Linked DNA regions of Mus musculus: all the other regions are linked to region 2. Evidence: chromatin contacts called from public promoter capture Hi-C data. All regions are on one chromosome and are shown on one strand. The core of a region is the stretch at or near the end of the contact, and the rest is flanking DNA. Distances in the headings are between cores, read along the strand shown.

The links. Promoter capture Hi-C pulls out the DNA fragments that hold promoters and counts their contacts.
Region 1: a promoter capture Hi-C map of embryonic stem cells shows a contact between it and region 2, with 2.1 times the contacts expected there. The contact joins the promoter of Syt13 here to the promoter of Chst1 in region 2. A contact is called at or near these places in 2 of 39 promoter capture datasets (the SN4741 cell line and embryonic stem cells).
Region 3: a promoter capture Hi-C map of hippocampal neurons shows a contact between it and region 2, with 2.3 times the contacts expected there. The contact joins the enhancer-like site here to the promoter of Chst1 in region 2. A contact is called at or near these places in 7 of 39 promoter capture datasets (the 3T3-L1 cell line, the C10 cell line, embryonic stem cells and 2 more), 4 of 484 Hi-C or Micro-C datasets (the G1E-ER4 cell line, embryonic stem cells and palatal mesenchyme) and 1 of 115 datasets of contacts at active chromatin or transcription factors (astrocytes).

What each region holds. Positions count from the first base shown.
Region 1 is chr2:92,913,651-92,916,350 of GRCm38.p6, forward strand. It overlaps Syt13 (synaptotagmin XIII), which reads left to right and starts at 1,451. Exons shown (of 6, transcript NM_030725.4): 1 at 1,451-1,719. The coding sequence starts at 1,537. It overlaps Gm13791 (a long non-coding RNA gene), which reads right to left. Exons shown (of 5, transcript XR_001783401.2): 1 at 1,311-2,700.
Region 2 is chr2:92,598,411-92,601,110 of GRCm38.p6, forward strand. It overlaps Chst1 (carbohydrate sulfotransferase 1), which reads left to right and starts at 1,297. Exons shown (of 3, transcript NM_023850.2): 1 at 1,297-1,738.
Region 3 is chr2:93,074,515-93,077,214 of GRCm38.p6, forward strand. No RefSeq gene overlaps it. Among named protein-coding and RNA genes, the nearest start is that of Prdm11, 30 kb to the left of the region's middle. Within about 2 kb of position 1,442, at least 17 of the 459 cell types and tissues checked have an H3K27ac peak or open chromatin away from gene starts, as enhancers often do. A contact at or near this core is called in hippocampal neurons, where this site is marked.

The sequences.
Region 1 (2,700 bases), core at 201-2,700, 320 kb after region 2:
TCTAAGGCACGAAGTGCTGGGTGGGGCTCTGTGCGGTGGGTAAGTGATAAATTAGTGGGAGGAGAAGGGGGACCCAGACAATGATCACACCTGAGCAGAGACAGACAAGAGCTGCTGGAATCATCAGCTGCCTGGAAGCCGAGGATTAAATCCTGCCGAGCCCCTTCTCAGAAGTGCCCAGCACCCCGAGAGCCCACAAACAACATCTAGTCCTCAGTGGAGGAAACCTTCCTCATAATGAAAAACACCAAACAGCTCAGTTTCCTAGAGCTAAGACAGTCACCTTCCTGGACAAATTCTCATTTTCCCTCCCTCACAAGCATACACGCTCTCCTTGTTGTGAGCCTCGTGCCCTAGCAGCAACCTCTGCTGTCGTTGGTCCCTGGAAGACAGGACTTGGAATCAGCAAACACGGAGTGTGGCCTCAGGAGGCTGGCAAGGTTTTTAGTGTCCTTGTGTCCTCAGCTATGTAGGAGGTAAGGTCTCTGCTGATCAGATCAGGTAATCAATGTGAGCTGTAAATACAACCCACCAGAACATAGGACCCCACACCAGAAGCCACAGTACATCAGCCAGCCCCTGCCATACCCCAGGTTCCCCAATCTCTCTCCTTGTTCCCCCCACATTCCTTTTCCCAGTCTCTGTCTTTGTCCTTAGTGGGACGTCACTGTGAGCCTAGAAAATGAGACAGCTCTAGTCCTGTGTGAGTGTTTGCAAGGCTTAGGGCTTCCACTTTACAGCCTTCTTACCAGCTCTGGGGAAGGGGGAAGGGTGCCGTGGCAAGCAAAGGGTTACTAATCTGATGAGGTGACCAGCTACCCAGAGTGAGTTCCAGGTCTGGGTTGAAGCCCTGGTTGATTGACCCTGTGACCTTAGTAAGCTCCAGTCCTTCTTAGGTCCAACTGCCTGTGTGTGTACACATGTGCACAGAGCATTAAGAATGTCTCCAGACAACACTAAAATTACCCACTTGCATGTGTCTTTGTGAATGTGTGCATATGTGTGTGTGTCTATACATAAAGCACTAGGAATCAACCCTGAGGTTATCACATGCCAATGTGTGTGTGTGTCCATACATGTACGTGTTGCATCTGCGTGTCTTTGTGTGCATACATGTGTGTACACAGAGTTCTAAGAATTGCTCCAAATAACCCCGAGATTATCACCTGAGAGAGAGGAAGAGAGAATGAGAGAATGTGGAATGACCCCACACAACCCTGAGACTATCACCTACCAATGTGTGTTTGTGCGTGTGTATACATGTGTGTGCTTGTGTACATAGAACACACAAACCTGAGGCTATCACCTACCTGCTCCTGCTCTCCTGGCAATAGGGGGCGGGTCACATGGTGGCGAGGAGGGGGTAGCGGTTGACGCGCCTCTGGGTCAGCCTCCGCCTCTGACGTCCTTACAGCCATCCTTCCTCCCAGCTGGCTGCGTCCCCGCCCTCGGAGTCTAGAGAGCGGCTGGAGCCAGGCGGGAGCGCGAGGTGCAGGAGGCCGGCGGGAGGCGGGCGAGCCGCGGGAAGCAGGCACCATGGTGCTGTCGGTGCCTGTGATCGCGCTGGGCGCCACGCTGGGCACTGCCACCAGCATCCTTGCGCTGTGCGGGGTCACTTGCCTGTGCCGACACATGCACCCCAAGAAGGGGTTGCTGCCGCGGGACCGTGAGCCCGACCCGGAGAAGGCAAGGCCCGGTGTGCTTCAGGCGGCCCAACAGGTGAGTGAAGGCCAGGTGGGATAGCCGGGCCACCCTATGTTTTGCCAGGCTGGGAAGGAACTGCAGACCTGCAGCAGGGGTCGCAGTGGCCCCGAGGAATGGGGGAAGGACATGAAGGAGAATGGGAGGGAGGAGGGAATGAGGGCTTCAGAGGGCTGGGAAAGGAATGAGGTTGGGGGACAGTGTGCAGGGAGGAGAGGTGGTGAGCCTTTGGAAGGATGGGGGAGCTGCAGGGTTAGAAGACCCTTCGGGGGACGCCTGCAGAAATAGGGGACAAGGGTAGTGGGGTCTTCCAGAGGAAAGAGGGAGACTGCAGGAGAAACAAATTTTTTTGAAAAATAACCAGAAAGGAGGAGGTGACGCCTCCTCCCAGCTGGACAGCAGGAGTGGGGGGGGGGGGGGGAGACGGCTCTAGAGGCAGCCAGCGAGGAGGAGCCTGCAAGACCCTCCACTCCTAGCAGCTGAGCCTCAGCTTCCCCGTGGGTCTCCGGAGATTCAGAGGGCTTTTATCCCCCTGCATCTGTGGCCCCACTTGAGCTGGAAATGGACTGTGCATCCCAGGCAGGAATGGAAGCAGGGAGGTCTGGGAGAAGGGCCTTCTCCATGATCTGTGACTCCAGAAAGCTTCTTAGGTGGAGGCCAGTGCTCCTTGGACAGAGGAAGGCTGGCCATAGGTCAAGCGTGTATCAGGGACCTCCCAGGAACTTACAGATTCCCTGGTTTTGGTCTTCTGGGAGCATCTTTGCTCTGAGCCAGTTCTTCTTTTCCTAGTAAATTAATTATTCAGAAGACACACACACACCCCTCCCGGGTCGCAGAGTGGAGCCTGTGTCATTGGTCACAGCAGAGAGAGTAAAAGGGAGATGGCTTGCTGTCCTTGAGGCACTTAGAATCCCAGGCAAGTGACATTGTCACTGGTAAACAGGAGCTGGTGAGTGGTGGGAGGTCTGCCTGGACCCGTCTGTGAGTGGGGAGTGGGCT
Region 2 (2,700 bases), core at 47-2,546:
GAGCTGTTGCCCTAGGAGATAAGAAAAAGCACCTCCATTTTTCCTCGTGAGGAAACTGAGGCACGGGTGGGGGAGGACTGCATCACATGGTCACACAGCAGACTCACAAAGGCTCCTCTGCACTGAGAACTTCCAGGTGAATATAACCTCATTAAAAAACAAAACAAAACAAAAAAAAAACCCGTTGTTCTCTGCACCGTATCAGGAGTGACAGACGGATGGACAGATCGTGTTCTAGGAGACGTAAGAGACGGTGGAGATGGAAGCCCACTCCTTTGGACGATCGCTACCACTCTGGACAAAGTCTACTACTGCCTTTGGTCCAGAGCCCTGCAAAGTACCTACACATCTTCAGATGGGAAACAGGTCAGGATGGGGTCTGGGTTTGTGCGCATGGACACCTTGGTGGCCAATGGTAGAAGTGGGTTTTCCCTCCTCTTCAGTTCAGGGCCACAGGCATTCCTCTGCTGGCTTCATTTTTCCTCCAGGCCACACTGAGGGCTCAGGGGTATGTTTCTCTTGTCACTAGCTATAGTGTTCGGTGCTTCTGACATGCAGGAGATGCTCAGTCGATATTTATGCAGAGAACGAAGGACCACTGTAGTGCCAGGGCTTTGCCGCTGTCCTGGTCCCACAAGTGCAGCTTGTGGACTGGTAACTACCTGGGAAGACAGATGCAGCCTAGGAGGAAGGGGCTGGGCAGGATGGAAAGCTTCCTCTAGCAAAGGAACTCTAGTGTCCGACTAACTGGCCAGCTCCACCCAGCCCCTGCTGAAAGGGGATGACAGGATCTGGGGCAAATGAAACATTTCTTTAGTTGTGGGTGATGGAAGAGAAGCAGGGGCATGTAGTGGAATATCGACTTCAGTTCTGGGTTTGGGAGTCTCTGATTGCCCTGGCTGGGGAAAGGAGCCAGGGTCAGGTTGGGGCTGTAGCCAGACTTGGGTATCCAGAGGCTTTGGCTGCATAGATAGAGCCATGCCTTCGCTAGGGCGGGTGTAGGGGGAGAGGGCAGGCCAAGAGGTACCCGTGCTGCTGCCGCTTGGCCTCCTCAACTCGGGGGTGGGGGGTGGGGGGTGCGGGGTGGAGGGTGGGGGGTGTGGCTGCCTCGGCCCGCCGGTGGGTTGGCTCCGGAGCCCTGCTAGTGGGGGTGTCCCGGCGCTCCCGGCCTGGGCTGCGCGGGGGGGGGGGGGGCGGGAGGGCGCGCGCTGACGGGGTCGGGCGGAGAGGGGGCGGGCGGCGCTGGGGGTGGAGCCGGGACCGCAGCGCCTGCCACCCGCTAGCTCGGCGCTGAAGCAACCACCGCTGCTTTTGACTCCGAGACGCAAGGAGGGTACTCCGTGAGGCTCTGGCCTCCGAGGCTGCTGCTGTCCTCCGGAGACTGGGGCTGCAGTGCTCGGTGTCCCGGTGCCTGGCCCTGATCTCTCTCTCTCTCTCTCTCTCTCTCTCTCTCTCTCTCTCTCTCTCTCTCTCTCTCTCATCAGGAAAAGGCACTGTGCAGAGCGAGCCACCCGGAGCTAGCGCCCCCGAGCCATGGAGAGGGGCCCGTGAGGGACGCGCGGAGGCGGAGGAAGAGGCTTGGGAGGAGGGAGGCCGAGGAGCAGGGCGCGGGAGGAGGAGGATGCCGCCGCCACCTCCACCGCCACCACCACCCGCGGGCCCCCGGAGAGCCTGACTCTAGACTAAGGATGGAGCCAGCGCTGGGCGCTGCAGCGGCTCCCGGCGCGCCCGCCACCAGGTATCGGCCGGGTCTCCCGGGCCCCGGGGCAGGCGGGAACGGACTGCACCGCAACAGCCGGGAGGGGCGGGGGCGCGGGCGCGGCGGGAGACGCCCCTAGCTCAGGGCCGGTGTCTCTGGGCGGTGCGCGGAGGCGGTGGCTAGGGACCGCAGAGTGCTGGGCGCTGGGAGAGGTTGGCTGGGGCTAGTAGCCCTCCGGAGAGCTCCGCGATCGCTCCTGACCTCCTCCTCTGGTGAGGGCAGCAAACTTGGGATAAACGTCTGCCCGGGGCTCCTGTTCTGCTGCTGCGGTACCCGCTCGGGTGTCTGCTCCGGGTTGATCATGCAACAGCCTGCTAGACCCGAGCGGCCGAGGTTGCCAGAGACCCTGAGGTTCCCGTGCCTCCTCTAACTTTACAAACCAGGCTTACACCCTGAGGCAAAGCACTGTCCCGGCCTCTTGCTTATAGCCTCGGTCTTGTATCGGCTTCTACTATGCTGGTGATAGGCTGGGCCCTTAGGAGACTAGGGCTGCCTGACGGTGCAGAGCTTCCCCCCACGCGAGGCCAAAACAATCCTAGCACCTCTCTGAGTAGGATATGGGGTGGTCAGCTTCTTTCGGGGTCCAGGGAGGGACACGGTGCTTGACTTTACAGTAACAGTAGACAGTGGCCCTAGCTGGAATCTATGGGTTAAAAGGCCACGCTATCTGAGGAAGGAAGGTCCTGCTAGGATGGCACCTTGGCTTGATTTCAGGTACCTCACCATGTCACCTCTCCCTACTCCAGGTCTGCCTCTTTTTAAGATTACATTCCTAGTACCCACTTCCTGATGGGCTTAACCGTTTAAGCAAGAGGCTTCTGGACACCAAGGCTTTTGGGGTCCAGGACCAGGGATGTTATAGCTGACTGCTGAGAGGTTGAGGCTGGGACAGGGGAGGTGCATGTCCAAACAGTGACAGGAATTCAGCCCACTGTCTTCTG
Region 3 (2,700 bases), core at 192-2,691, 480 kb after region 2:
GTTGTAATTATATAGTGTTGGCTGAATTTAGTCATGTGATTATACTTAGCTGCAAAGGAGGCTGGGAGATGCAGTTTTAAATCTGAGAAGCGATATTCCTCACCCAAAATCAGAAGTGGCATTCATCAGGAAGGAGAGAAGAGGCAATGAGGGAGAGATAGCCATGCCCACCATGGAGATGGGCTGGAATCCTCATGTCATTTCACTGCCTAGTCCCTCTGTCTGTCCACAGTGTGATCAGCAACTGGCAGGGAGTAGAAAGAACCAATGTGGGGTGGTTCTGGGGAGAAGGCCTGAAAACACTGAGGACTAGAGGGAACAGAGAGGGGAGGTGGACAAAGAGGGTCCTGGCCCTGAGCCTGGGTCAGGGACACATCACCGCTACTTCCTTCTGGGGTGGGGAATAGTGACCTAGCCCTGGATGACTCCCTATTGATCCCACAGTGGTGTGATCCCACTGTGTCAAAGGGTGAGAGCAGGGGATGCCAGCCACTGGAGAGCCCTGTCCAGTCTTCATCTCAAGGTTTCCTCCAGCTCTGCACTGTCAGCTAGACAAGGACAATGTTTCTGGTGGTCCTGACTTGATCACTCTCTCTTCTAAACGGCACTGAGCAAGCAGGGCTTGTCTTCCTCGTCATCACCCCTCCATCCCTTCCTCTGTCCCTCTGTCCCTCTGTCTCTGTCCCACCCTTTCAAATCCTTCAAATGGCCTGTCTTTCCTGCCCTCTCTCCTTCCTCCTGCTCCTTCCTCTTCCTCTCCCTTTCCTGAAAATTCTCTCCTTTGCCATTTCCCTCTCCTTTCCTGAACAACTCACCCCTCAATCTTCTGGTCCCCCCACAGGCCAGACCCTTACTCTCTGGGAACCATGCTAAGACAGAGGAGAGTGGAGGACAGCTTGGGCAAGTCACCTGTGCGGAGGTCACGGCACACCTTTTGGGTGGTGAGCACCTACCTCTTGTCACCTGCACCTGCTAACCTGTGACTCCAGCACTCAGATGAGCATAAGGATCTGAGCTTCCAAGCTCCGTTTGCACACAGCCCCCTGTCTTTATGTGGACTGAGTCTCCTCCCTGACCAGCATCATCTACTGTTTAGTACCATGTCAGAATTGTCTGAAATTGACTGGGTGATGGTCAGGAGAACCAGCTTCTGACTGTCTTGTCTGTCCTTGACCTGCTCTGGCTCCAAGCTCCTTGACCCTTGGCTCTCTGGTCACCCCCCTGCTAGGTGACTCAGGCTAGTGCTTCCTGCAGGGCTTAGCAGGCAGGCCTCAGCCAGCTCCCCTATAGCTCTGGCTCTGCAGCGGCTCAGCTCTTGGGCTGCTAGGCCTCCACTCTTTAAATAGCCTCCTGTTGCTCCCCAACCACAGCCCTGTACCCACAGATGCTCGCCCACAATGGAGCACCCAGAGCACACGTGACCTCCTACAAGGCTGTGGGAGTGTGGAGACATGGACAAACCATGCTGTTGTGGTGTAGAGGCGATGGAGATGACAGAGATGTGGTCTGGACACAGCCCCGGGGGTGTGGTTGTGGTGGTGGTGGTGGTGGTGATTCCCAACATATTGTCCCGCAGTGTAGACACAGCTGACATAGATATCACAGGCAAGCTGTAAGAAATAACACTACTAACACTGAGCAAGATGAGACCAGCTGACAAACAGCCTCCGACTAGACAAAGGCCTGCCACCCTGCAGCCCCCACCCCAACCCCTGACTGAATGTCCATCTCTACTCCCTTTCCCAGAAGATACTGCTCCTCACTGCCAACCTGGAGCACTCAGGACAGCATGCAGAAAACAGGCTTCTTGGGTCCCCGAGCCTGAAAAATGCTGCGCTGGCCTCTATGTTCACAAGGCCTTCCTGGCGACTCGAGCGCCTCCTAGTGGCAGCCATGCACTGGTGCTATCAGCTTTCTTTCCCTACAGAGGTAGCCTGCCTTTGTGTTTGGGCAGCTGGCTGTTCCCGTACTGGACTGACCGGTGACCGACTGGGGCAGGTCACAGGGATTTGGAAGGTGATTGTGATGTTTCTCATGCTGAGTGGAGGGGTGCAAGCCTTCATCTGTTATTTCAGGAATCAACGTATTCTTTAAAATGTGCCTGTGTTGGCACATTCTTCTGTATGTTCCTTTCCTAATAAAAAGTAAAAAATAGCAAAGTGAAGTTCAAGACGGAAAATAGAAGCCACATTCCTGCTGACCAGTCAAGGCGGCACTCTGGCTTTCTTCCTGTACAAGTTGGCAGACAACCGAGGAACAGCCCCAGGCCTGACGGCCCTGTGAGTGGGACTTGGGGTCTCAGGATAAGGCCTTGGAGAGTCCATGGTCTGGATAGACACCCTGTTTGTCTCCCCTTTTGGGTGCCTCTAACCTGAGCTCTGTGCTCCTATCCCCGGGGGCAAAGGCAGTGGCTTAGAGTGCTTGTTTAGGGACAAAATCTCCTTAAATGGCTGTTTAAAAAAAAAAAAAAAACATATTTGCCTTGGGCTACCCTCAGGCTCCCAGCCTCCAGAGCCAACAGCTGCAAGTGGGCAGGCTGGCCAGGAAGAGTTGGGAAGGGCAGACCTCCAACAGCCTGGAGTCTCCTCACACTGTGCATGTTGCAATGTGAACAGAGACAGAACACAAAGGGTTATGTGGCAAAGCAGCAATCCCAGAGTGAGCCTGACACTGCAGACATTGCTGTTTTCTTTGGGACAG